Linked DNA regions of Gossypium hirsutum: region 1 is linked to region 2. Evidence: chromatin contacts called from public Hi-C data. All regions are on one chromosome and are shown on one strand. Each heading gives the region's core, a stretch centred on a gene start, on an enhancer-like site or on the middle of the called end of the contact. The rest is flanking DNA. Distances are from core to core; before and after follow the strand shown. Region 1 holds the start of LOC107922041 (3-phosphoinositide-dependent protein kinase 2). Region 2 holds the start of LOC107921289 (non-symbiotic hemoglobin 2).

What was found. A called contact is a pair of places that touch in the nucleus more often than the background predicts.
Region 1: a Hi-C map of leaf shows a contact between it and region 2, with 2.5 times the contacts expected there. The contact joins the promoter of LOC107922041 here to the promoter of LOC107921289 in region 2. A contact is called at or near these places in 5 of 34 Hi-C or Micro-C datasets (callus, hypocotyl and leaf).

Annotation. Positions count from the first base shown.
Region 1 is chrD01:26,717,096-26,721,043 of Gossypium_hirsutum_v2.1, forward strand. LOC107922041 (3-phosphoinositide-dependent protein kinase 2) reads left to right here and starts at 2,658. Exons shown (of 11, transcript XM_016851868.2): 1 at 2,658-3,247. The coding sequence starts at 3,047.
Region 2 is chrD01:26,529,389-26,533,418 of Gossypium_hirsutum_v2.1, forward strand. It overlaps LOC107921289 (non-symbiotic hemoglobin 2), which reads right to left and starts at 1,892. Exons shown (of 4, transcript NM_001426007.1): 1 at 1,609-1,892; 2 at 1,389-1,503; 3 at 1,196-1,312; 4 at 861-1,109. The coding sequence starts at 1,703. The coding sequence ends at 957. LOC107922279 reads left to right here. Exons shown (of 8, transcript XM_041086481.1): 8 at 1-224. The coding sequence ends at 63.

The sequences.
Region 1 (3,948 bases), core at 1,408-3,907, 190 kb after region 2:
GTAGTATTCGCTAGTGGATACTTCAAATCATAGAAAGTTGTATCCACCAAGTATGGCGTGTTGGCTCGTCAGTTCGAGTCTGACCTTTTATTGCCTGATGGTATGTATTGTGGGATGTATGTCCCAGGAACTCACTAAGTTCTTACAAACTTATTCCGTTATTTCTTCTTATTTTTAGGTTCTTAGGCTGAATGTATTGATCGGCCATTTGTGAGCCTTCTTTGTGTTTCGTGGGTAACATGTAATTACTGGGGGTATTAGGATGATTCTTAGATGCCACCATTTAAAAATCATTAAATTGTATTTTGAAACAATATTTTGTACTTCGAATGTTTATTGACAACCTTGTTGGCTTATAATCAATCGTGGGTTATGGTACTTTCAGATAAAATTAAGTAGAGTTTTAAACTACAAGCTCGAGCAGTAACGCGAAAGGAAATTTCGTTTGATTTTATGAATATTTTCTAAACCGCCTTCAAAGGTTATAAACTCGTATCTTTAAACTTTTAAAGTGGGGTGGTAACATTTTAAAAATTTTGATTTCAATTATATATATTTTCTAGTTAGTTGAATGCCTCTCTAGTAAATGGGTAGCCACCTAAGCAAGATGTTAGTTTAAAAAGAAAGGTTTAGTGTTTTCAACAGCTCAGCTCTTGGCACTTCATATCTGGTTTCGACGAACGGATTGAGTGTGGAAAATTACAATGGACACTGAACCTCAACCCTTTATCGTTTTCATTGCTAAAAGTAAAAAAGAAAATATTCTATTCCAACTTTATCGTTTTCATTGCTAAAAGTAAAAAAGAAAATATTCTATTCCAACTAGAAAATATCAATCGTACCTTTGAAAGGCCAAAATTTTAGAATAACTACTTTCAAATATCCCGGTTAATACCTTTCTTAGACATGAAATGTGGGTTTAACTTCCCATATCTTTGCAGCCCTAGGAGTTGGAAGCTTTCATTGCAATCTGTAGGGCCATTTGATATGTTCCTTTGTTCTGTATAAGTACTATCAATCTCCATGAACTAAGGCATAAGAGAAAACCAAGAAAAAAAAGTACAAAGAGAACAAAAAAAGTTTACATAAAGAGACAAAGCATCACTTTAGTAAAAATATAAAAATGATTCACTATTGTTTAGACTTTATTAACTTCACCGTCCATTGTTGCCCTACTTTTTAAATAATATGAAGTTGTTTTTATTTTTTATTTTTATGGAGAAGTCAAGATTGTGGAGTTTGGTTCCATGTAATAGTTGACGTCCCAATCAAAGGGCGGTTGATATATGTGGTTGCTCAACGTGGGCTTGTCCCAATGCTTTTCTTTGGGAACCCACTTGGCCCATATTTCTTGCCTACACGTAACCTGGGTCCTACCGCCCATGCTTTGGACCTACTTACTACTCTCAATAATTATAATTTACTCTATTTTATTCAACACGTAATTTTATTTTTAATATTCACAAAGAAAGTTACCAAGGAAAATGGGAAATGTTATTAGATGCCAATTCATAAATCTATATTGACAAAAATAAAAGAGAAGAAGATAATTGATTAAAAAAGTATAATTATATTTAACTTTTATTCTTTTTTAAGTTAAAAGTCAAATAGATTTTTTTAAATACCTAAAATATTAAATTTTTAACGATGTTGGCGTGGTAACTCACCTGGTGTATCTCATCTTGTCATAGTAATATTTGTCTTATACGCTACATTAATAAATAATTTTAAAATTTTTTAAAATTCAAAAATAAAAATAAACAAGTTGAAATGAATTATTATAGGAGTTGTGTTTGAAAATTTAACATATTAATTACTGTTTCTGTGAGAACCAAATTTAATTAAAAGAATTCAGCTTAGTAGAGCAATTAAATTAATATATAAAAAGAATGTAATAAACTTAACCTTCAGTCAGGTTTTTTTATTTTTTATTTTTAGAGATTGTTTATGGGAGAAAGGAGAAAAGGATGTAGCGTCATTGGATGGCATGTGCTAACAGCCTCTCTTCAATGCCCCCCAACACTCATGTTTTACATTTCAAAAAGGGGATTCGAATAATATTTAAAATTTAAAAGTATTATTTGTTATGGTTTTAGAGCAGATGTGAATAAATATCTAAATACCTATTATTTATATGAATAAGGGATGCGGATTTGGAGTTAAATATTTGAATATAATAGTTACAATTAATTAGAATAAAACATAAAATATAATAAATGAATTATTAAAATATGTAAAACTAAAATAATTTCAAACCAATGTAACCATAAAATTCATTTAGCAGATATTGAATTGGGAACAAGTTACAGCAATAAAAGAACCAAACTCACAACACTCTTGTTATTGCAATAAAAAGCCCTTTGGTTTTTAAAATTTATATATTATAATTGAATTAATTAGCATTACTGAAAAAAAGATAAATTAGAAACCTACTTTAATTTAAAAATTTCAATTAAACTATATTTTTTAAAAATTACAATCAAATTAAACGTTATTAACTCAAGTCATTCCCAAACTCGTAGCTACAAATCATTATCGATAAATGTTAAAATAATTTATATATGTTTACATTAAATTTTAATAATATAATTAAAATAATTATATGATAAAAAAAATTAATTCCAACAGATAAGTTGAACCCTTGGCAGTTAGCATACAGACAGCTCTTTCACTTTTTTATATATATTAATTTTTTCTTTCTAGGGTTTTGAAATTCCTCAAAAGCTGATCACTCTCATTTTCATCTTTTTCCTTTAATATAATATAATCTATATTTTAAATTATAGTTACACAAATTTGTATAAATTTCATAAAATTATATTATAGTGACAAGAAAAGAATCAATTTCAACTTTTTTCTCCTCATTTTTTCAGAAGAATATTTAAGGAAGATCCAATCTATCTCAATAAAGAGGAAAAAGGATTATTTTTCTTTTTTTTTTCTCTTTGACTGGAAACAAAAATCGAAAAAGAAAAGCTTCTCTCAATAATTATTTTTATTGCTGTGATGTTGTAAAAGGGAAAGTAAGGGGATTTTTGGGAGAGAAATGTTGGCCATGGAGAAGGATTTTGATTCAAAGCTTAGGGTTCAGGGAACTGATGATACTAACAAAGACAATTCTTCTAATACTGGTGCTTCTAACAATGTTCAGAGATCTAAAAGCTTTGCATTTAGAGCTCCTCAAGAGAATTTCAGTATTCAGGATTTTGAACTGGGTAAGATCTACGGTGTTGGTTCTTACTCGAAGGTTAGTTTTTTTTTTTGTTGTACTTGAGTTTGATTCTAGTCAGATCACTCTAAGTAGATCACACACTGTTTTTGGTTATAATTTATTATTATTATTATTATTATTATTTGTATGTATGCATGCTTTAATTTATGAACTTGATGGGCAATGATGCTTTCTTTATGAATTGTGAGTTTTTGGTATAAATTTGGCTATCTTTGTGAATTTTGTGGGTTTTTTTAGTAGTGATACAAGCTATTTGAATGAAAGGGAAATAATTTTGCTTAGTTTATAGAAACTTAGTGCAAAGAAAAACATGAAGTTCTGTTGAATAAACAATGTGTTGTTCTGTTTCTGTTTCCTATATTAGCTGACTGTGTAATATTTAGGCTATGCTTGGAAAGAGAATGAACGGAAAATCTTTTAGCCTACCGCACTCATGTGCATATTGAACTATATATGCTTTATTTAGGCTATGTGTGATATTTTACTACCCTCAAATTGTTTACTTATTTTCATAACTAGCAAATCGGCGATAGTTCAACTTGCACATCAGTGGAGTGAGGGATTTTGAGCCTACTGCTTTTCCTTTTACTGCTGGATCAAGATCTTATTTATTGCTCTCTTTTTGTTTTATGTCTTACAGATAATGACATTGATATTAAATATTTTTTTGGTTAATTTTTATGCTGTTGATCTCTTTTTCCCTTTTTGCTCTTTTG
Region 2 (4,030 bases), core at 642-3,141:
GGAAAATGCCCGTTGTGTCGAGCACCGATTGTGGAGGTAATCCGAGCATACTCGATATTGTAAAGAGAAGAGAGGAATAAGTAAGAGTAAAGAGAAAGAAGCCAATGTGAGTTTATGTAGAGGAGGGGCTCCATTCCAATTAGAAAGGGTGTATGTTTAAATATGTGGAACACTATGCTTTTTTGTATAATTGGAATAACAATTGGCATATCAATTATTATTCATTCTTCTTTATCATTCTTACGTAAATAAAAATGTCCTCTTTTTTTTTTTTTGCTCTACCTTTCCGTGATGGTTCAGTTTTGGGGATAAAAGAGAAAATTAATTAAAATTGGTTTTACTTTTCGGAATTTTGAGTCGACTTTTTTGAAGCTTTGATGTCACTTTAGTTATCACATGAAATTTAGCAGACAAATTTTAACCCTAAAATAAAAGGATTCAAATTCAAGAGTATAGCATCTTTTAACCGAAAATTAATTGAATATATTTAATTTAAAATGAGAAATTAAAATTATTGTAAAATTTAGAACTTATTTTAATAAATTTTTATTTTTAATTTAATTATACATATTTAAAAAAATATTAAATTAATATAATTATTTATGTAGGTAATATATTAATATAAAATAATACTAATTATCAATATTATTAGTGATTTATATAAATTAAATCAAATTAAAATTTTATGTGATAACGTTTTAATATTTATTCCACTTAATTTCACTTGATATTACAATTACAACAATTAATATTTGTTGTTGTTTTTAATCTCTCTCTCCTTCTATAATGTATTTTTTGTTAAATTTTTAACCTCCTTTTTTTTAAATAAAAAAAACAGAGAAAATAAGGCAAAATAATGATAGAAAAACAAAATAGTCTTTATTACTAAAATTTATTCATTAAAATTGTGAAAATATTGGCAAACAACATTAAAATTGAAGGAAGTAAAAGGGTAATTAAGCAGTTTCATCATGGTGGTTCTTCATCTCAGCCTTAATAGCTTCAGCCAATTGATCATAAGCTTCACCCCAAGCATTCTTCATCTCTTCATTCCATTTCTCTTCTCCAATTGCTTCTTCAATTGTCCTTAAGAGTGCCTCTTTCACCACCTGCATTAACATTATTCCTCATTTTTTTTTAATTAACCACTGCATCCAAATCTAATTTATTATTAAAAAATAAAATAAAAACGTACCTCGAAATGGGGGTCTTTGACACCACTCTTGACATGGACAGTGCCCAAATACTTCAAAGTAGTATCAGCCACTACCACTTCCCCTTTCTCTCTCAGTTGTATGGCTGACTCACATGTCTTCAACAACAATTGTTTAAGTATTTTAATTTAAGTAGGGATGTATATGCAATGAATAAAAAAAAAAAGGACTGACCATCTTGAAAACCTTGACAGCATGAGCTTTGAGCTTTGGATTATTTTGAGGAATCTCCTCTGACTCCCTCAAGAAACTGAACATGTTCTTCGCACCTGGTGCTATCTCCAATATCCTAAATTACACTCTCAATTTAATCAATACTCAGTGGAAGAGAAATTCTGTTAAAGGACTAGGCCGAACGAAGAATTCATAAGAAGGAAAGAATTAAAGGTCTTACAGTGAAAAGAAACGCAAGCTGGAGTGAGGAATATCTTGCTTCAAAACCTCCCATGATTCTTTCACCAACCCTTCTTGCTTCTCTGTGAAACCCATCTCTCATTTTCTTCTTCTCAATGATAACCAGGGAGTGGTGGAGCTCTATAAGAAAAGAGAAAACAAGTGTGGGAATCTTGAAGAAATAAATAATATTAATGACAAACGCAAACTCAGAAATTTAACTGCTGCTTTCCTTTATTAATATAATACCGATACAGCTAAGCTTTTTTTGTCTTCTTAGACGTGCATTGATGTTGTGTAAAAGATGGAAATTTAAGAAGGAATATTATTATTCACAACAAATCATTTTGATTTCATTTTGACAGAAAAATCTCCCAAGTTGTAACCTGTCCACATATTTTCTATCGTTACCAAATAATTCATGCTTACACAATACAAAATTAAACTACTCTTCGCATCATTAATATTTTAATTATTCAACCATTTAGTCTATTCATATAGATCATGCATGTTAAATTAAATATATATTTAGAAGTTCTAACTATTTATTTTATGCAAAAAAATTCAACCGTTGAATATATATATATTAATATATCAAGTATTTTAGATTGATATGATACGAATATCGGATGAGTTCAAAAATTTGAATGCATGACAAGTACAATTATATTGATAAATTTAACGGCTAGACCGTTAAAATATTAATCATATAAATAATTACAGAAATGTGTAAAACTACTCTAATTTTTACTGAATTTTTCCCAATATATAATATAAAATATTGATTTAAAACATACCAATATTTCAATCAATGTACTAGTTGGGGTTTTTTACCAAAATATTACAAAAAATAAAAAATAAAAAATACCAAAATATTATAAATTTTTTTATTTACCAAAATAATACAAAAAAAAAAGATGGCTGATGGAGGGCATGCAAAAGGCAGCACCAAAGGTGCCTTTCCCATAGGCGGCATAGGACTAAAATGTAATGATCTAAAGTTTTTAAGGACCTGATATGTAAATTTACCATTTTGAATTTTGAAACGTGATTAATTGCCTTCTAAGCCCTCCTTATTTATTATTCTATTTTTATTCCCCTTCAACTCACTTTTTTATTTAATAAACAAGCCCTCAACCTATTTTTGTAGTTAAATAAGCTCTTAATCTATGATTTTTACTCATAAACAAGCCCTCAACCTATTTTTATGTGAATTTGATGAGAATAATTTATTAAATAAAAAAATTTACTAAATTTGATGAGAATAGTTTATAATTATAATTTATTTTTTCTATTTGGGTTACATTTATGGGTGATCAGTTTTATTATTACTTTTGGTTTTTCAATAAAGCATGTCTGGTATTTCTATTAATTTTTTTAATTAAATCTAATATTAGTTAAGTGATAATTAAGATACTTAGAATTCTAATTAAGTAATAACTCTACTTTACTTTAATAAAAGTAGCATCGTCAAATTTTTTAACTAATAACAATAAATTATAATTATAATTATCACAATTTTTTTATCTTTTACTTATATTTTATGCTTAGATTTCTATTTAAATAACAATTTTATTTTAAAATTAGCACAATATTTTTAATAATAATTGCAGCTTAAATTATAATTATTTTGAAATATATAATTCTCACAATTTCTATTAAATTATAATTATTTTTAAATTTATAAAGAGTATTTATATATAAAAAATATTTTTATTTAATTAAAAAACTTGAATTCTTATTATTTTAAATTCATCCAATTATATTCAATGATTTTATAGATTTATAGTTTTATTAATGAATAATATATTATGTTTTTTTTAAGTAGAGCCTTTATAATATATGATCAAATTAATTAATTTCACATTAATATATTATTATTTTAATTAATCTTACTTTTTATTATTATATAATAATATTAATAAATTATTATTCTAATGTAGTTTAGTAATATAATTAACAATAAAGGATATTTTTGTCAGTTCAAAAGTTTTTTCAAGACTCGTGCTTTTATATATATTATAGATAGATATTTTTATGATTTTTATCGGAGATATGAAAGATTAGATCACAACCTATCATATTTCGTCATCTAATTGGTCCGTTAATTGATTTTAGTGGTTAATGTAACGAAATGTAAAAATTATTAATGTAAGAGCTTAATTAATTTTTCAGGTTAATGAGAATGGCTCAACTGGGTTCAAATTAAGTCAAGGGGCTTAGTAACTTTTTTTGGTTTTTTCTTAAGGGACTATTATAGCTATAAGCCTTTGATAAACATAAATTTTTTTATTTAATAAGCTATTCTCATCAAATTCACATAAACATAAAATGCGAATTAGTTTATTCTTTTTTAAATAGCTTTACTTTAGGTAAAATATATTTACTTTAATAAGTTTTTTATTTAATAAATTATTTATGAG